2 separate regions of the Hordeum vulgare genome follow, and region 2 is linked to region 1. Evidence: chromatin contacts called from public Hi-C data. All regions are on one chromosome and are shown on one strand. The core of a region is the stretch at or near the end of the contact, and the rest is flanking DNA. Distances in the headings are between cores, read along the strand shown.

What was found. Hi-C and Micro-C count contacts between places; a contact is called where the count stands out from the background.
Region 2: a contact with region 1 is called in a Hi-C map of leaf, with 4 times the contacts expected there. The contact joins two enhancer-like sites. A contact is called at or near these places in 2 of 6 Hi-C or Micro-C datasets (leaf and seedling).

The regions. Positions count from the first base shown.
Region 1 is chr4H:456,195,935-456,200,708 of MorexV3_pseudomolecules_assembly, reverse strand. No RefSeq gene overlaps it. Among protein-coding and RNA genes, the nearest start is that of LOC123451592, 5.4 kb to the left of the region's middle. Within about 2 kb of position 2,883, at least 3 of the 3 cell types and tissues checked have open chromatin away from gene starts, as enhancers often do. A contact at or near this core is called in leaf, where this site is marked.
Region 2 is chr4H:457,050,208-457,054,981 of MorexV3_pseudomolecules_assembly, reverse strand. No RefSeq gene overlaps it. Among protein-coding and RNA genes, the nearest start is that of LOC123448941, 230 kb to the right of the region's middle. Within about 2 kb of position 1,866, at least 1 of the 3 cell types and tissues checked has open chromatin away from gene starts, as enhancers often do. A contact at or near this core is called in leaf, where this site is marked.

The sequences.
Region 1 (4,774 bases), core at 1,634-4,133:
GACGCTCTCGTATCTGGAGCCGTCGGGTGTTCATTCGACTAGATCTTCTGTGGACGAAGACTCTGTCTCACCTGGATCCTCTATGTTTAGGTCAACGGTACAACCAACCACATTTTTGCCTCCTCATCATCACACAAGATCTCCAGCAGTTATTACAAATGAAAAGTAATACACTAATGGTACAATAAGGTATGATAAACTCAAACGTGCTTTCCTTACAAGTACCGGTGAACCAACACATCTACATGATGCTCTTGCTCACAAATATTGGAAGAAGGCTATGGAAAGTGAATGTGACACACTCATTATATACAAAACTTGGAATTTAGTACCACCCAAGAGTGGTAACGATGTGATTGATTGTAAGTGGGTGTACAAAATAAAAAGAAAAGAGATGATAGAAGCATAGACAAATACAAGGTTAGACTAGTAGCAAAGGGCTTTAAGCAAAGGTTTGGTATTGATTATGAAGATACTTTTTGTCCTATCGCTAAAGTAGCTACTACTGATCTTGTATTGTCTATTGCTATCTCTAGAGGTTGGAGTTTACGCCAGCTAGATGTTGAGAACATGTTTCTTCTTGGTGTTCTTGAGGAACAAGTGTTCATGCGACAACCACTAGGATATGAAAAATAGAGTACACCTCATTATGTGTGTATGTTGGATAAAACCTTGTATGGGTTGAAACAATCCCCAAGAGCCTGGTACTCAAGGTTGAGCACACATTTACAACACTTTGGGTTTACACCATCAAAGGAAAAAACGTCGCTATTCTATTATAGTAAGAGAAACATCACCATATTTCTTCTTGTCTATGTTGATGATATAATTGTTGCTAGTTCAAGCCCAGATGCAACTACCTGTCTTCTTAAGGACTTGAAACTGGAATTTGCTCTAAAGGACCTAGGAGATCTTCATTACTTCCACGGAATTGAAGTTAAAAAGGTAAAAGATGACATACTTCTTACATAGGAAAAATATACAAATGATATTCTTCGAAGAGTATGTATGGAGAACTATAAGCCTCTCAGCACCCCAATCTCTACTTTAGAAGAACTTTCGGTTGAAAGTGGAGAAGAACTTGGTTCGCGGGATGAAAAAAACTATAGAAGTATTGTTGGTGCATTACAGTATGTGACACTTACACGTCCTAATATTTCATACTCATTGAACAAAGTACGTGAATATTTACATGCCCCAACTTCATCTCATTGGACTGCAGTCAAGAGAGTCCCGAGTTATCTCAAGTTTACATAGGGACTTGGACTTCAGATTGTCAAGTTCCCCTCTCTGCTTGTGACTGCTCATTGTGATGGAGATTGGGCAGGGTGCATTGATGATAGAAGGTCCACGGGTGGCTTCAGAGCTTTTCTTGAAACAAATCTTGTGTCATGGAGTGCAAGAAAACATGGTACAGTCTCAAGATCAAGTACTGAGGCGGGGTATAAAGCTTTAGCGAATGCTATAGCTGGAGTAATGTGGATTCCGACATTGCTTCATCAACTTGGAATTAAAGTTTCACAAGCTGCAAGGTTGAGGTGCACAACATTGTTGAAACATATTTTTCACCTAATCCTATTTTTCATGCACATACCAAACACGTTGAAGTTGATTTTCACTTTGTAAAAGAGTATAGCACGCAAGCTGCTTAATATAAGTTTTATACCTACATGTGATCAACTTGCTGATGGCTTTACAAAACCTCTCACAATGAAACGGTTAGATGACTTCAGGTACAATATCAACCTTGGTAAAATACCATAGTGTTTAGGTTGAGGGGGAGTGTTAGACAAAGTAGAGATATAGTAGAATTGCATTATAACCGACTTCTACCTCTAAGTTTAAACCCTTCCTCTATCCTCGAGTATGTGGACGCATCCATGCGATAGTCCTAAGCTTGTAAGCCACGACAAGATTTTGCATAAATATATATATAACTCACGTGGCCTGTATGCAAGGGTGCAAGTGGGACGGGTTGCCGTCGTCCCGCAGCCCCATAATCCTGCCCGCGAATGATATGTGGGCTACACGGCTCACCGTGATGCGGGATGTGTGGGTTAAGAGGGAGCCGCCAGCCCACATATTTTCTTGTTTTGTCTCGCTAATACACATGATTAGTCGTCGTTCTCAATGGCCGGTCAGCGCCATCCGCACCTCACCGTTCTCTTCGTCCACTACCATGACCCATCCCGCGAGCTTGTTCGCAAGCTGCTTCAGCAGCTTCACTCGGGCGGTCTCCGAGCCTGGCCGGGCTGCAGAGGTGCAGAGGTGCTTCAGCGTGTTCGTGGTACACCAACGCCGGGCTGCAGAGGTGCAATAGCAATGCCAGCGCGCGCAGCTCGTTCAGCAGCAACAACACCGGTCTGGGCAGTTCGCTGCGCTGCTTCATCAAGCCAACGACAACTGCCACAAAGAAGACCAGTGCGTGCTCGAGTGGAACCGTAGAAAATGCAGACTGTATTCTAAATTTTAACGCACACTTACAACACCGACGAAACTAATACAAATTGAAACGCCTATGCGGGCACGATGTGGGTTCTCATGGACAGCCCGCAAGTGACTGCATAATTATGCGGTTATCCGCAGGGTCCCGCAAAGCATGTTTTATGCGGGGCGGCTTTTGCGGGATTGCGGGCAACCCGCACCGCTTGCACCCCTACCCGTATGGGAGAGATACACTTCCAACCAATCTTACAGTCTGGCGTCAACGAGCACATCAACGGCTAGACTTTTGAGGATCTGGATAGATCCCACTCGTTATAGGAATCACGATTTGGAAACAAGATGACCGGTGCTTTGAGATCCGCATTTGATCCTACCCTCCACCATCACGAGTGGACACCATTGCGTGATGGAGGGCGACCACCGTTGGCCCTCACTGGTCGCAGCCTACGCTGCACACAGCCACCCGTCGCCAGATCCAGGGAGCACTAGATCTGTAGCCGCTGACGAACGAGGGCTCATCCCACCTCGATGCTACCATCCACACCATCGTAGGAGCTCTAGTGCCACCGCCGAAGGTCCCTCGCCAGAACCACCGCGACCCACGACCATGCGGCGCCCCTGCTTAGTGACATCGTCCCGTGCTGGGACACTGCATGCGGGTGCAAGCCATCCCATCGCTGGCGACACCTGCAGGGCTTCATGATCGCCAACTACTCTCTTATCAGCTACCTACCCCAAGGCGAGTTCGGCGACTCCGGCATCTTTAGCGTTGGTGGCTACGAGTGGACAATTGTCAATTGGATAGATCGAATTGGTTATAGGAATTGTAAATGAGATGACCGCTGCTTTGAGATTCGCATTGCCAGTGGTCATACGCGGGAGAGGGTCTCCGGTTCAGCTGCACACGACCAGGTCGTATAGGATTTTTCTTCCGCACGCAAGCCTGAACGCTGAGACAGTGGCAGCAGCGCTAGCAGAGCAGCACCACTGCCCGGTGCTTTAAGGACGCATTCGATCCCTGATAGGCACAACTTTTTTCATCCCTATTATTTCTCTTTGTATATAGCAGCAAATCTGGGTTAATGGACCAGCCCATGTTTTATTATTTTAATATATATTTTTCTTTAAATTAATTTGTGATTTTCCAAAATTCCAATTTTTTTAGTTTTGAAAAAAAATGTTGACGAAATCATAGAATGTTTGGACATTAAAACAAAGGTTCAGAAAATTAGAAAATGTTCACAGATTCAAAAAATGTTGATGGTTTTAAAAAAATGTTCGCATATTACAAAATAATTCACAAAATTTCTATGAATTTTCAAAAATGTTGAGAAAAACTAAAAAAATTACGAATACCCAAATTTGTTCCCCATTTACAAAAAATTTCATCGATTCAAAAAATGTTCACTGAATAAAAAAATGTCCACGCATTTCAGAAAAAAGATAAATTTACATCAATCGACAAAACTTGATCACATGAACACTGATTTTCTCTTTTTATAGCAGAAAACACGAGTTCATGGGCTAACCCACGTTTTATCATTTCAATTTATTTTGTCCTTCTTTAAATTAATTCATGATTTTTCAAAATTCCAATTTTTTGAGTTCTGAAAAAAATTGTTCATGAAACCATAGAATGTTTGGGAATTAAAACATAGGTTCACGAAATAATAAAACGTTCACGGTTTAAAAAATTAATGATTTTAAAAACTATTCATATGTTATAAAATGATTCACAATTTTCAAAAATATATTCAGCAAATATGAAATGTTCATGATTTTTAAAATGACCATTTATTCAAAACATATCAGTGAATTCGAAGAAAATGTCTATGAAGTAAAAAAAAACAACGTTGAGAAAAACTAAAAAAATCATGAATTTTAAAATTTATTCTCTATTTAAAAAAGTTCATCGACTGAGTAAAAAACTGTTCATGCATTTCAGAAAAAAGATAGTGGACGTCAATCAACAAAATTTGATCACATGAACACCACGACCATCATTAACGTGGATGGAAGAAAAGATAAGTGACAACATGATGGGCCACCGTGTTAAGTAGAGAAAAAAAGATGCTCATATGTCGGGGTATTGAGCTATACTTATTTGGCTATAACGTAATATTTTTGTCTCCCGTTGCAACGCACAAGCATATTTGCTAGTCATATATTAAAGAAGAAAGGCAAAGAAAGCCTCCACCCAAACTCTACTCTACTAAACAAATGGCCCAAGCTTCGTTTTTAGATGATTGTCATGCCCACACCATACCTTCCGACACAACTCTCCGGATTAGTATCACAATTGAAGGGGATGCTCCATCAAAAATGATGG
Region 2 (4,774 bases), core at 617-3,116, 860 kb before region 1:
TTTTCTTTAAAATCGGTCTTTTTTTCCCAATTTTGAGAATTTGTTTATCAAAATAGATGATTTCCCCCCAAATTCGATGAACGTTCTTATTTTTCTAATAATGTTTTTAAAACAGATGAACATTTTTCGAATTTCTGAACTATTTAAAAGCTATGATTTTTTTTTCATATTTATCAACTATTTTACAAAATTGATAAAAAAAATTCAAGGTCGATGTACATTTTCCAAATTTGATGAACTTTTTTTCAATTTTGTGATATATTTTCAAAATGCTGATCTTTTCAAATTCAGAAAATATTTTTCCAAATTTGATGACCATTTTCAAACATGTGATATTTTTTCAAAATCCATGAACAATTTTAAATTTATATTTTTGAAATTTTACAAAAAATCAGTTTTTAAGATAATAAAAATGCATTTTAGAAAATAACAGTTGACCGTTGAACAGCTGGTTAACCATTGGCCGATAGAAAAAAAAACTATTGCGTAGTGAGCGATTGGGCAAGGATCGAACTCTCCTTGGCCACGACGCGCTTGGAGGCGCGCATAAGTACTGTATCATGTTTCTGACGCCAGTGGCGGAGCTTGAGCAAAATCCAAAAGGGGGTCATTACTTGAAGGGGAGCAAATTAATAAAGAAGAAGGTGCTAATCTCTAGTTTAAAGTTTACTCAGGCTTAAAATGTAGCATATGCTTTGCTAGTTGCAAAAATTAAGGGGGGCATGGCTCATGTTGGTCTACACGAAGCTCCGCCACCACCTGGCGCTGAAGGCGGCCTACACGAGCATCCTATTAGCTTATGTCATGGTCGCAAGGGCTATGTATCGCTTATCTGGCCTCTGGTGCTCTGCTAAGGGTCGGCACAAGATTGTTGTTTCCTTTAGCGGTTTTGTGAAGATTTTTATGGACTGGTTCACATGAGTTTTATAACTTATTATTTGGTTCTTCTTCTACTACTGCTACTTCTTCTTGTTGTTGTTGTTGTTCTTCTTTTTCTTCTTCTTCTTCTTCATTCTCTCCTTTTCCATGCATTTTCTAATTGGTATTCATTTGTTTTTTTCTAGTTGGATTGTACTTCTTTTTCATTTTTCATCTTTCTTCAAATACACATTGAATTTTTTTGTATACAAGTTGAACGTTTTTATATAAATGTTGAATCTTGTGTCAAATGTACACTGAACACTTTGTGAATATATGGTGATCACTTATTAACACACATTGAACATTCTTAGAAAAGCCATGAATGTTTTTAAGCATGCATAACATTTGTTTAGTTCTTAGAACATTTATTCCAAAAGGTCACAAATATTATTTTGATTGGTACAAAACATGTTTCTGAATTGTATACAGATTTTGTTAGATTTCATAAAGATAGCTATGCAATTTTTTTACTACATTGATAAACATTTTCCCAAAGTTTCACCACATATTTTCGTAACTGTTTCTTAATTTTTCCTAAAATATCTATGCAACGTATGATTTTTCTTAAATTTCAAAAAATAAACTGTGTAGATACTAAATAAAACATCACTTTTTGAAACATTTTTTTTAAAACAGATGTTTTTTTATGAAAAGGTCATGAACCTTTTTTTCAAATTGCGCAAACACGTTTTGACAATGCATGAACATTTTCCATTGCACAAGCACGTTTTTACAAAATTTAATAAATTATTTTGGGATATATATGTATAATTAGAACATTAGAACATTTCAAAATATAAAAAGAGTGCAAAAGAAAATAAAAAAGGAAGAAAACCGAACTAAATAGTCCTATGTAACAAACCCACACAATCCTATTGGGTTGGCCCACTAGAGTCTCGCTTCGGGCGAGGCTACCATCTTTGGAAAATTCTATTCGTAGCTCGCTGCATCAAACTGTCGACCCTTCGCACAGCGAAACAACCTAGAAGCAACCTGATGGACCAGTCCGTTTAAGCGTTTCAATGTCTTCTGTTTTCGAACTTCTAGAAGTTTTAGCCGGTTTTTCCCCACCATTTTTTTCTTTGTTCTGTTCTTTCGTTTTCCATTTTTCTCTCTTTTTTCTTTTCCTTTTTTTCCTTTTGTCCCTATTTATTTTTTTCTTTTCTTTCTTTTTTCAATTTTAATTTTCTTTCTTTCCTTTCTTTTCCAATTTTTTTATAAATCGTTGTGCTAATGTTTTGTGGTCCAGGATTTTCAAAATATGTTTGTATCTTTCAAAGAATGTTCAGAATTTCAAGAAATCTTTCCATTATAACCAATTGTTTCCATTATTGTTTTTAATTGCAAAAAGTTGCTCACAAATTTTAAAATAGTTCATATTTCAACAATTGTTAGCAAAATGACCACTTTTTATGAGTTCAAAAATGTCCGTGTTTTAAAATTGTTCGCAATTTTCGAAATTGATCATTTTTCAAATTTTGTTTGGTACGTTTTTCTTTAAAATGTTCATAACTTTTTATTTTTTTTGTAATTTTAAAAATGTTCCCACTTTAACAGCTAGTAGTTCACAACTTTTGGAAATGTTCATGTTTTCTTTTTGCAGGAGGAAAAAATGGTTCATGCTTTGAAATCTTGTTTGTGTTTTTGAAAAAATATTCGGAAGTTTATTTAGAAATTATTTGGAACTCGAAAAATGTTCAATTTTCAAAATTTGTTAAAATGTTCATGTTTCGATTTTTAGGAGTTCCAAAAAAGTTCCCGCTTCAAAAATTCTTTAGAAATTTCAAGAAAGTTTGTGTTTTATAATTTTCTTCGCAAATTTATAAAAATGTTCTCCATTTCCTAAAGAATGTTTGCCTTTTGAAAAAATGTACATAAGTTCAAAAAAGTTCCTGTTTCAAAAAATGTACAAAAGTTCAAAAAATGTTCCCGCTTCAAAAATTGTTTTTAAATTTCAGAAAATGTTCTTGTTTTGAAATTTTATTCATGTATTTAAGAAGTTGTTTCTGTTTTTAAATTTTGTTCACATATTCACAAAATGTTCGCATGTTGGAAAAATGTTTAAAGGTTTAGAAAAATGTTGAAAAAAAATTAGTAGCTACAATACTTCTGCAGTATTGTTTTACTCAGCTGCAACGCGTTCCCACGAGTAAATAATTAATAAAGGACTGCACTATTTAATAAATTAGTAGCTACAATACTTCTACAGTATGTATATGTCACGAAAGTTTCTCAGGCAGGAGGTTCAGGGTCCGATTTAGAGGATTTCTGACGCGTTTTCCTTTTTTATATTTTCGATCCTATGCTACAGTACACTCCCCTACTGGGCCAGCCCAGGTCAAACTCACCCTGCGCATTTGCTCGAGAGTGTGTCGCAGAACACGTCACATAGGAGTTCCCACCGTCTTCCTCGCTGGAAACTATTGGGCGCTCTGAGTGTCGGTTCGTTTAGGGATCCCTACGTCTGTCCGTCGAGTCGATTTTCTCAAGATAAACCGACTGTAGTAGAAAAGGTAAAACATCATAGAACAAAAGGGTAATTTCTACATTTGACTTTTGTGAAAGTTGTTTTACTAATTTTGAACATTTACCAAGAACACAAACATCTTTAAAGCAGTTGTTAACATCTTGTTTAAAGCTCTTAACAGTTTTTTTAAATCTGACATTTTTAGTTTTAGTGATATTTTCTCAAACAATGTGAACTTGAAAAAAGCTTGAATATTTCTTTAATGTCTGATACATTTCTAAAAATCTTGTCGTTTTTTCAAACTTGTAGGAACATTTCATAAAAGAATATAAAGACGGAAAGAGGGTAGAACCAATGTAAAGGATAAAACAATACAAGAAGGATGAAAAACTAAACGAACCTTCCCAAAACTAAAAAAACTAACCTTAGACATCCAAGGTGGCTAATTAGGTCGGCCTTGTTGATCACTTCGTTTGATCTTATGTATGAATTTTCTCAACATGTCACAGCAAAGAGCGATGAATAGGAAATGACATGTTTGGTTGGTGGGGTAGGGGAGAGGGGATAAATCCACAGTGAAATGGCACGGACGTGATTTTATGTGACATATTTGAATTTAGTGGGTATTACCTCACCACCATTTGGTAATCCAAGAGTGAGGTTCTTCACTTATATGAAGAACGAAGAAATGAAGACTAGTCCTCAGTCGATCAATGGCCCCTTACCATGCAAGCAAGACTTGTTTTCAACCTTCGCTTAACCAAGCAAATCAACATTGTTGGCTCCTGGCTACCATTAAGGGAAGATATTTCAAAAATGTTGGATCTGGACGTGGAAACTTTCCTTTTGGGGTGGTGGTGGGAGCTAATCTCAACCTTGGGCCATATGGAGGAAGGCGAGGCGGGGAGATGTTAGGTTGGTCAGATGTGAAGGTGAAGCAGGAAGGGGTTAAGCAGAGGATGCCATGTTGAGCTTACAAAAATTGCCCATGAGGATGGACATGTACTTGTTGGTATCATGGTGAGGACAACCACACACTCGTCAGAGTCAAATGTGGGATGGTGTGTATGACGACACCGTGAGACAGCCAAGTGACAAAACAGTAGCGATGACGGGGTGTCCTCATTAGAACGACAACCATGACTCACCCTAGATTTGACAAGAGATGGAGAGGCTATGAGAGCCCTTGGGAATTCGTCGACGAGTCGAGAGTAGATTATTTTTAGCACATTGTTTGAATCGGGACAAGGCAGGATTACCCTCTCTCCTGAATCAACCAAATACATAACCAAATAGCCCATGGTTACTTTTCCATGGGTGTCAGCTATCCAGGGTTGGACAAGGATCCCTGTGTGGGGACCCCAACTGGTAAGTCGAGATCGCCGT